Regions from separate parts of the Mus musculus genome. Here all the other regions are linked to region 2. The links are chromatin contacts, called in public Hi-C and HiChIP or PLAC-seq maps. All regions are on one chromosome and are shown on one strand. The core of a region is the stretch at or near the end of the contact, and the rest is flanking DNA. Distances in the headings are between cores, read along the strand shown. Region 1 holds the start of Gatad2b (GATA zinc finger domain containing 2B). Region 2 holds the start of S100a7a (S100 calcium binding protein A7A). Region 3 holds the start of Rab13 (RAB13, member RAS oncogene family).

Evidence for each region. Hi-C and Micro-C count contacts between places; a contact is called where the count stands out from the background. HiChIP or PLAC-seq counts read pairs in DNA pulled down with a chosen protein or histone mark.
Region 1: an H3K4me3 HiChIP or PLAC-seq map of pro-B cells shows a contact between it and region 2, with 2.2 times the contacts expected there. The contact joins the promoter of Gatad2b here to the promoter of S100a7a in region 2. A contact is called at or near these places in 2 of 39 promoter capture datasets (the C10 cell line and cranial neural crest), 2 of 115 datasets of contacts at active chromatin or transcription factors (large pre-B cells and pro-B cells) and 1 of 9 other capture datasets (adipose tissue).
Region 3: a contact with region 2 is called in a Hi-C map of B cells, with 3 times the contacts expected there. The contact joins the promoter of Rab13 here to the promoter of S100a7a in region 2. A contact is called at or near these places in 5 of 39 promoter capture datasets (the C10 cell line, the HPC-7 cell line, cranial neural crest and 2 more), 2 of 15 datasets of contacts at CTCF or cohesin (large pre-B cells and pro-B cells), 6 of 484 Hi-C or Micro-C datasets (B cells, the G1E-ER4 cell line, the N1E-115 cell line and 2 more), 2 of 115 datasets of contacts at active chromatin or transcription factors (the 230-238 cell line and bone marrow-derived macrophages) and 1 of 9 other capture datasets (liver).

What each region holds. Positions count from the first base shown.
Region 1 is chr3:90,291,258-90,294,600 of GRCm38.p6, forward strand. Gatad2b (GATA zinc finger domain containing 2B) reads left to right here and starts at 1,924. Exons shown (of 11, transcript NM_139304.3): 1 at 1,924-2,167.
Region 2 is chr3:90,652,988-90,656,381 of GRCm38.p6, forward strand. S100a7a (S100 calcium binding protein A7A) reads left to right here and starts at 1,315. Exons shown (of 3, transcript NM_199422.1): 1 at 1,315-1,354; 2 at 2,451-2,670. The coding sequence starts at 2,521.
Region 3 is chr3:90,218,593-90,222,111 of GRCm38.p6, forward strand. Rab13 (RAB13, member RAS oncogene family) reads left to right here and starts at 2,192. Exons shown (of 8, transcript NM_026677.4): 1 at 2,192-2,430. The coding sequence starts at 2,307.

The DNA.
Region 1 (3,343 bases), core at 674-3,173, 360 kb before region 2:
CTCAACACTTGTGAGACTGAGGCAGGAGGATTGCCACAAGTTCAAGACGGTTTTTTTTTTTTTTCAAGACGGTTTCTCTGTGTAGCCCTGGCTGACTTGGAACTCACTCTGTAGATCAGGCTGGCCTCGAACTCAGAGATTCACCTTCCTCTGCCTCCCAAGTGTTGGGATTAAAGGCATGCACTGTCATGTCCAGCTCTCCATCATAATTAACTTTATTTATATAATTTGCAGTATTGGGTTTTGAACATGCTAACTAGTATTCTAGGACAACTCTTGTTTTTTGTTTTTTTGTTTGTGTGTTTTTTGAGACAGGGTTTCTCTGTATAGTCCTGGCTGTCCTGAACTCACTTTGTAGACCAGGCTTGCCTCAAACTCAGAAATCTGCCTGCCTCTGCCTCCCGAGTGCTGGGATTAAAGGCGTGTGCCATCTCTAGGTCAACTCTTAACAAATTAATTTTTAGGTATTTACAAACTGTGTTTTCCTTGCATGAATGTGTATGCACTGTAGGAGCCCCTGGTGCTCAGGGAAGTCAGAGGGGTGCTATGGAGCCCTTGAACTGGAATTACAGATAGGTACCTGGGTCCTCTGAGGAGCAACAAGTGCTTAACTATTGAACCATCTCTTCAGCCCCCCTTTAAAGGAATCTGAAACATCTTCATATCTAGCCTTGGCTAACCTGTGACCTCAGCATCCCAGTGGTGAAGTTACATTTGTGCACCATCATGTCAGGCTTACAATTTTATTTCCATAGTGATTTGAAAAAATGTCTTCTCTACTGTCTCTGGCACTAGTTAGATCTGACTTTTAATCATTGCTCAGTTGCTGTCTACCTTTGGCAAGTTGCTTAATCTGACCCTGTTCCTTAGTACACATGGGTTAAAATCTCAAGTCTGTCACATGTGTAACTTTGTCTTTTAATCGATACCTTATTGTCCTCATCTGTAAGATAGGATGGCCAGTACTTGCCTCACAGAGAGTAAGAATTCATTGTTCTTGTTCCCCCAAAAAGTTATTATTCTTTCAATGTGTTTATTTTTGTGATAATTAGTTCTCATTTCTAGGGCGCTCAGAAAGAATATTCATGGTGTTCTAGAAACGTAGAATGTAGGCGGGTCTAACCTCTTGGAGGAAGTAGGAGATAGCCAGGCTAGCAAAAGAACCCGGGCCTTGACTTAGCTAGTGCAATAGGGTGGGGTGGGAAGCTGTATCCTCACTGTGAACAGAAAAAGACCAGATCCCAGAGTATACACCATAAATTCAGTACATTTAGCTAATTGTTTGTTTTTTCTTTGTGCTGTTACGGTACAACCAGGAAAGGACCGGTCAGAAGTAAATTAACACACGAGTCCCAAGGCCTTGGGCAGAACGGGGCAGGCCACACCCCAGAAAGACAAGGCCAGAGCTCCTAAAGCTAGTCCTGTCCTTAAATTCATGGATTCTGTCGCGATGAAACACCACCCACCCAAACACAGAGCCCAGCGCCGTTCCCGGTCTCCATCTTTAGACGAGAAAGAATGAGAGCCTGTCAAAGGAGAATCCCGGTTTTAAGAGACTAGGTGGTACGGCGGCTGCCAGGGGACCAAAACGTCTACAAGGTAAAGCTGCAGCCTGAAGCGATTTTTTGACCCCCGACACTTAATGGGCTGTCGAAGACCCGGATGTGTCTGGGACTGGCCGAGGTACCCATTAACGCGCCCCCGCTAGACCATCCCCCTTCTCCATTTATGATTGGATTTTCTTAACGCCAATCACTACTTCTCCAGCCACCCATTCCTCAAGGGTGGGGTGAAGTCTTGGTATCCCGCTTTCAATTGGTAGGAGCAAGAAGAGGAGGGCGGGTAGCCGGCTAAGTTCCTCCAATGGCCGTCGTGGCGTGTGGTTAAGGCGGAGTCAAGGCGCTTGGCAGCTGCCCAATCAGCGTCCTTGTTTGTGTGGTGCCGCCGCCGCCGGTGCAGCCGCCGCCGCCGCTGCTGCCCCTGTCTGTACCGCAGTGTCTGCTCCGCCCGCCCGCCCTCCCCGACCCGGCCCGCCCCCTCCCCCACCCCCGCTCCCGGACCCGCCAGTGGGGTCTGGATCCCACTGTGCCGTCGCCGCCTCCTTTTTCGACGCCTTCACAGCCGCCTGAGGAAGCGACCTGGTCGGGAGTTCCGCCGCCGCTGCCAGGTGAGGAGCTCTGGCCTAGGCCAGCCTGGCCGCCAGCCCGCCAGCCCGCCAGCCCGCCCGGGGGCGGTGAGGAGCGACGGAGGGAGCGAGGCTGCGAGAAGGCGGCGGTGGGGGAGGGGAAAGGTGGAGGGCGGGGGGAGGGGAAGCGCCCGCGAGCCGACGCCCGCCCGCGCGCCCCCGCCTGGCGTCCCCTCCCCCAGCCCGGCCCGCGCGCCCCCGCCTCGCGCTCCCCTTCACCTCTTCCCCTCCCCCCCGCGCGCGCGCCCTGGTCTTTCACTTAGGCCTCGCGCGACCCGGCTGGTGTCCCTTCGTGTCTTCGCTTTTTACTCTTTCTCCCCTCCCTCGCTCCCCGTTTCCCTCGCCATCCCCCTTTTCACTCAGTACCTCATGCCCGCCATGCTCCCCTCTTCTCCGGAGCGTCCTCCTCTCCGTGTTTTTAACTCTCCGCCCCCAGTAGTGCCCTCGGGGTGCGGGGGCCGCTCCCTGCACTGAGTCCTATGTTTGACGGCGGATAGGACGAAAAGGGGATCCTTAAGGGTGGAGGAAGCACTGGATAATTATCTTTATTGGGGGGGGGGACAGGCTCAGGAGTGCAGAACCTTACCCCTTTATTTCGTCGTCCATCGTTCCCTTGCCCTCCGTAAGAAAAGGGAATTGTCTTGACTTGCGTGGGTTACTTACCTCGTGTAGCAACTAAACCACCCATTTTCTCAGCTGGGCTTCTGGGATTCGCTGGATCTGTTTCCCAGTTCACTTCTTGAGGGTTGATGGAACTAGAACTTACTCTTCCGGACCAAGTCGGGACTTAGAGTACTTTTTGCCTCCTTGGGCTCAGTTACCTGAAGGAGCTAGTTACTCCTGTGAATGAAGAGATTTAGGTGTTAATCGCTGTCCCGGACAGCTTCCCCGCTCTATAAAGGTATGGTGCCCTCTTTGAGTTCATCCCCAGCACCAGATTCACTCTAAGCATAAGATGTTCCTTCGTAAGGACTGGTCCTGAGATGGAGGTGGCGGCTTTACTGGTGGGTAGGTAGCATGTGGATGCTGAAGTTAGCAGTGTTTCCCTGTTCTCTTCTGGAGAGAACCAGTGTTCTCATCTGGTAGTTACTTGAAGGGCTTTTGTGTGTGTGCTTCAGAGGTGGGAATAATATAAATTAAATCATCTTTTAGCAAAGA
Region 2 (3,394 bases), core at 65-2,564:
ACACTTACTCTGTACCTTCAATTTCTGGGGAACTTTCTGGGATGCAGAGAAGACTCTCAATCAGTTGCTTGATCTTTGGCGCCACCTTCTGGGAGATACACTCATCAGCCTGCGCGGTCCTGTGTGCTACTTGGGCTGAGATGGTCAGACAGAAGCTGCCACTGAGAGAAGGCTTGTACTGGGGTGAGATGAAGAAGGAGAGTTAATTTTCCCTTCATAGTTAAGTGGCATTTGTGTAGAGACCAGATGTACAGGTCTGGACTAAGAGTTATGGTCTACTAAGAGTTAGTTCTAGGTTGCAGTTCGTTATTTCCTAATGGTCTAAACTGATCCTAGCACTGTGTGTGTGTGTGTGTGTGTGTGTGTGTGTGTGTGTGTGTGTGTGAGAGAGAGAGAGAGAGAGAGAGAGAGTAGGTCTTGACCTCCACACACCATCCAGTCTACTAAAGCAATATCTTAGCTCTTTAAACTTAGAAAGTCAAGGTTCCGCATTGGCTAGGTGCACAGAGCCTTTACCTTTCATGTGTTTGCTACCCAGAGCTTTGCCCTTTTAAGCATGCATGTGTACCATGTCAACTCCATGTCTAGAGCAGGCCGTACTGTTCCATCCCTCCAAGCCTTTGCTTGCACAGTCCCCTCTGCCAAGAGCTACTCTATTCTCCAGAGCAACTCAACATTTATTTTCAAGACACTGCTCAAATAACACCTCCCTAAGTTGTCTTCCCCAATTATTTTTTTCTGGGAGGAGGTGGCCCTTGATGGGTACCCTGATTGTCCTATACTTGCCTAGGGCACATGGTGTCCATGTATAACTGTCAGCCCTGTTCTTCAACCCCATCCTGTGAGCAAGCTGGCCAAGTGTCTTATTCATGTTGCCTAGTAGAGGGCCTGACATGCTGAAAATACTCATGAAATATTTGTTGATTGAGTGGATGAATGTGATTCATTACTGTGGACTTCAGAGGTTCACTAATTGAGGGAGGGTGTCCAAGGAAGCTGTTTTTAAGGATGTCCCTGGGGCTAGGAGGTGGGGTGGGATGGTGAGCTCTGATTGGAGGCAGTGGATGTATAATGAAGCCTTGGTGATTCTTAGGTTTTTCAGGTCCTGGAGGTGGGTCCCTAAAGCCAGGAGTATGACGATGTCATTCCAGGAATGCAGTTAAGGTTTGGTCCTGCTGTAGAAGAACCCGTGGAAAGCCACTCACTGGCTGTCATAAATGGGTGGGCAGGGAATGGGCAGGATGTCTAGCATGGTAGAAGTTCCCCTCCTCAGAAGTCTGCCTTTTGTCTGATTTCCAGGATTGTACAGAGGCCAGGCTGTGGATGCTGAGCAGCCCTGCACCAAGAGCAACAGGTCAGTGTCTCCTTCAAGACGATCTCAGGGGGTGGTATGGGCTGTGCTGGGTATGTGCAGCTCTTAGAGAACAGAGACCCTTAGCTTGTATGTTATGGAGAACATGCACAGTATGAACAAGTGCTCCAACAACAGAACTGTGGCCTCAAAGTGGTTTAAAATCCCAGAGGACAAGCGTGTCTTTGGGCTTGTCCACAAATACAAGAATTCAAGGCCAATTCTAGGTGTAGCAGCTGTGTAATTTTGGTAAATTCCCTAGCCTCTTTGGATTTCATTGTCCCTCCAGGAGAATAGGGTCATGATGATCAACTCCTCAGGGTCCTGTGAGGATTAAATGGGATGAGGTTTGATACTTTGCCTATCATCTATCTGGTCCAGAAGAAGCGGAATGTATGGTTGATATGATTGTTGTTTGCACAGGGTTTAGGGAAGGCTGTTACTTCCTATCACCTCTATGGAGTGAGTGGCCATGGGCATCAGATGGACAGTGCATAGAGTTGTGAGTAGGCCACAGGATAGGGCTCACAAGAGCATAGACTTATGCTGGGGTGTGTGTGTCAACGCCTAGAGAAGATAACATGTCAGTGGTGGGGACAAAGGTGCCAATGGCTGTGCTGTCTGTCTGTATATTCCAGTGAGAAAACGCACGAACAGCACAATGCCCAGTCTGATTCTCCTGCGCAGTATAATTACCTTAATGTTCTGCTGGTCCCATCAAGTAGTTTATTGTAGGGGAAGGGATCTTGCCTCTTTGAGGATTTCCACATCGTCATTGTACACAACCAAAACAGTGCCTTGCTTCAAACCATCTTTAGTTTGTTCAGATCTTGACTATTAGCAACGAGGAGACCACTCCTGGACCCAGGAAGGCCCTCAGTTCCAGTGAAGGGACTCACTCTTAGTTCAGGCAGGAAAGCTTGTTGCGGGCAGAGCTACTGAACCAAATTCACATGGGACCAGCAGGGGTCCAAGGAGGCCTCTTTCTGATGCAGCACAGGGAAGTGGGTGGGTGGGTGGGCGCGCGGGGTGGGGGGAGATGTCTCCAGGAGGAAGAATCCCTCCAGTTAGCAGACCTGATTCTTCTTCCTCCTTACAGACTCTCCGCTGTCCCAGAGCCTCCTCCTCTGCTCTGCAGATCTGCCTGTACCCTGAAGGGTCCATCAGTCATGCCAGACACACCAGTGGAGGACTCCCTCTTCCAAATCATACACTGCTTCCATCACTATGCTGCCCGGGAAGGGGACAAGGAGACCTTGTCCCTGGAGGAGTTGAAAGCTCTGCTCTTGGATAGTGTGCCTCGCTTCATGGACACCTTGGTATGTAGGGTCTGGGGCTGGAGTGGGAGATGAAGAGAGAACCAAAGTGCCCAGAGAATGCTGTTTGTTGGATTGGAAGTGAGCAGTGAGGTGGTTAGGTGGGAGGAACTGACGACTCCCAAGAGAATCTCCTGTTCCTGAAAGGAGGATGGAGGAGGGAGGGCATGCAGAGGGCAGGGTTTGCTTTATTTCCTGTCCTTCTCTCCTCTGAAGTCACCAGCTTAGTTTCACTCCAGTACCATGAAGAGCTAATCTCTGAGACTACAGCCTGACACCACACCTTTGGATTCTTCTGCCTCCTGTGTCCTGAGAGCATGACAGGCTCAGAGCTGTTTTCTGTTCACTAGCCACTTTAGTTAGTGACATTGCCACAAACTCAGACTCTCTCTATAAGTTCTCAGAATAAAAGTCTCTTCACCAGCATGTCTGCCATGAGTCTAGAGTAGGTAATTTAGGCTGTGGAGACTGCTCTAATCTGGTGGTCATGGGAAATAAAACCTCTTCTCCTTCCCATGCCTAGGGCTTCTTAGAGTCAGATGGAGCCAGCTTCAGATCCTGCCTAGCCTTATAGAGCCTGTTCATCCAGTCTGTGATTAGTTCTAATCCTCAGCCATTGTGCTTCTTAGGGACTGCATGTCTGAAGGAAAGCGAGGATGCTGTCTTCTGAAGTCTTTGGTGTCTCAGGCTTTCTGGCTTGCCACCTTTCGAGGAAGTGAGAGTCTGC
Region 3 (3,519 bases), core at 942-3,441, 430 kb before region 2:
TGGCATGGGTTGTTGGCAGTTCCTCTACGCTCCACCCCACAGTTACCTGGCAATAGCCAGGTGTGCCTGACTCAATATAAAAGGGGCTGCTTGCCCCCTCCTCACTCTCTTGCTCTCTCTTCTTGCTCTTGTTCCCTTACCCTCTTCTTCCTCTCTCCCCATTCCACTCCCCCCTCTCCATGTGCTCATGGCTTGCCTCTACTCTTCTACTTTCTCTCTCTCTCTCTCTCTCTCTCTCTCTCTCTCTCTCTCTCTCTCTCTCTCTCTCTCTCTCTCCCCTTAAGCTCCCTCCCAATACCCTGAATAAACTCTGTTCTATACTATACCATCGCATGGTGTGGCTGGTACCTCAGGGGGAAGGGATGCCTCAGCATGGGCTGGCAGAGGTACTCCCCTCCACCCACACCTTACTGCGTCTCCACAAAACATATCTCTGGTCTCTTTCTTTTTATAAAACACAACATTATGTGTGTGTACACATACAAATAAATGTAATGAATTAATTAATTAATAAAATAAACTGAATAGTTATTTGTGTGTGGTAGTTAATATGGATTGTCAACTTGACAGGATCTAGCATCACCTAGGTATCCAATGGCTGGCCATGTCTGGAGGAAAGTTCTAGATTGGATTATTTGAGGTGGGAAAAGCCTACCTGACAATGAGGACCACCATTCACTCTCCCGAATAAAAAAGGAGAGTGAGGTGAGCACCAGCATTCGTCTCTCTCCTTGAGTTTGGATGGAAAGCGACCAGATGCCCCATGCTCCTCCTGTCATGACAGAACTGCCTTCTGTAAGCCTCTCTCATAAGTTGTTTTGTCAAGTATTTTGTGTGTGTGTGTTGGGGGGGGGGGGAGTAACTGATACATTGTATTTGTGAGAGGACAAATGGAAACATAGATTATGGCAAACATAATGTAACAAATAAAGGGCTGGTGAGATGCCTCAGCGGGTAAGAGCACCCAACTGTTCTTCCAAAGGTCCTGAGTTCAAATCCCAGCAACCACATGGTGGTTCACAACCATCCATAAGGAGATCTGACTCCCTCTTCTGGAGTGTCTGAAGACAGCTACAGTGTACTTACATATAATAAATAAATAAATCTTTAAAAACAAACAAACAAACAAATAAAGACACTTTCCCACAGCCAGGACTCATCTGTTAGAAAAGCCTTTTCCTTTTTCCTTTTTTTTTTTTTTTTTTTTTTTTTTTGTTTTTTTCGAGACAGGGTTTCTCTGTATAGCCCTGGCTGTCCTGGAACTCACTTTGTAAACCAGGCTGGCCTCAAACTCAGAAATCGGCCTGCCTCTGCCTCTGCCTCCCAAGTGCTGGGATTAAAGGCATGCGCCACCACGCCCGGCTCTTTCTTTTTCTAACGGGACTGGAAAGATGATAAGAGCTGGCTGCTCTTGTAGTGGATCTGGGTTCAGTTCCCAGCAGGCACATGACAGCACCTCTAGACACTCCAGTTTCAGGGGATCGTTGCTGTCTTGTAGCCTCTGCAGGCATGCTAGTCATATAGTGAATAAACACATGTAGGCAAAACACTCGCTATAAAGAAAGTAAGTAAATAAAGATGAAAAGCTGGGCATGGTGGCTCCACAGTACTAATCTTCATACTTGAGGGGTAGAGGCAATAGGATTACCAGGCCTTGGGGTGCAGGTTGTGCTACTGAATTCAAGGCTCGCTCCAGATTGTGACTCGGCTCTGTGTGTTTTGAGTGTAATTGATGAGGCTGATTTTTATCGTTTTAGTTCTTCACTGTGCTCCACCAGGGGGCAGATTGATCCACCATACTAACCTCCTAACCCGCTTCTTTTCAAAGGGAATTGGGATTCGTAGTCTTAAGTAATGCATTGTTGACAGAAAATCCTAGGACATTTATCATAAACTCAAAAGCCTTTGAATAGCGCCTCAGCTTTTTACCAATTTCCAGTTACCACCCCTATCTTCACCATTGGTAAAATTCTTTCCCTCTTCCCCTAATCTCTTTGAAATTCTTTCCAATTCGGTCAAAAGAGAGGAAAGACAGCTAGCCAAAGGCAATGGGAAGGGCTAGGGAAACTGGCCCTCCGAGGCTGGGGAGGCAGCGCCCGGACTGCTGGAGCTGGACAGGCCTCTCCACTGGCGAAGAGGGGTGGAGCCGAGAGCAGGGCCGCCTCTCTTCTTTTCCCGGGGCCTGGGCGGAGAGGGAGGAAAACTTCCTGGCTGGGACTCCGGCGGTTTCTGCCTGCCAACCCTCGGATCCCGCCTACCAGTGTTGGCTCTTCCCGACCCCTCCCCCGGCGCCCCCAGTGTCCGCCATGGCCAAAGCCTACGACCACCTCTTCAAGTTGCTGCTCATCGGGGACTCGGGGGTGGGCAAGACTTGTCTGATCATTCGCTTTGCAGAGGACAACTTCAACAGCACTTACATCTCTACCATCGGTGAGCCCACAGGCTGTATCCCAGACCCCAGACCCACCCCACCCCCGCCCACCCTCATACACCGGCTCCTGAAAGACTAAGGAACCTACTTTTTTGATCCCCTTAGAGAAAAACACTAATTTCCAGTCTGTCGACCCCTGCCCCAGACCCATCCTCCATAATGTCCCTGAATAACACTCAAAACCTCAAACCTTTTTGAGGTTTCCAGATAGTCCCAGTTGCTGCCACCCACTCCGTCTCTTGGTACTGTCTCCCTAGTCTCTCCAAATCCACACAGGTTATCGTCATTTCCATCTGCTTCCTTCTTTACCCCATCACTGCACCTAGACGCTCTAGATCCACTCTTCACAATTTCTCTTTTCCCTGCTTCCCAATTGTGTTGGCCTCTTACTGACCTACTGGCTTCAAACTTCCCGCAGGATCTGCCCCACCTTCAAATCATCTTTTTAGCCTCCCTACCCTCAGCAAGGTACTGCAGAGTGTGGCTGGGTGTGCTGTGGGAGTGAGGATGGTGGATGCCAGGGGACTTTGGGGTCTCTGAGTAAGCTTCTGCACCATCCTTCTCTCTGGAGCCTCCTAAGTGGCTGGGAGACTTCCAGTAAGAAGAATCTCCTTTCCCCCTCCCCTCCCCTCTTTATCTTTCTTCATCTCTTGACTGAGAATCTTATCTCCTCTAGTGACAAAAAGGAAACTTTCTCTCTCTCTCCCTCCCTCCCTCTCTTCCTCCCTCCCTCTCTTCCTCCCTCCCTCTCCTAATTCTCCAGAGGATTCTTAGAGAGCTTCTTCCCCCCCCCCCCCCCCCACTTCCAAGCTTAGCTCACTAGTTAATTCACATAGGCTCAATCAGCTGCCCTCTCATTCCTCTCTACCCTTAAGGGCTAGCAGGGCGGTGGAGGACCAGTAGTGTATTTTGGGGGAGGAGGGGGAAGAGGGATGGGAAGGTGAGGTAGAGATGGAAGGGAAAGTTGTCAGATGGCATGCTTTTAACCCAGCTGAAGAGTTTCATAGCTTTTCTCCAAAACGTCATGAAATCTGAGGAGACACAGTATGCTTACCATAGGAATAAAGCTGTGGAAAAGCTCTCCCTCC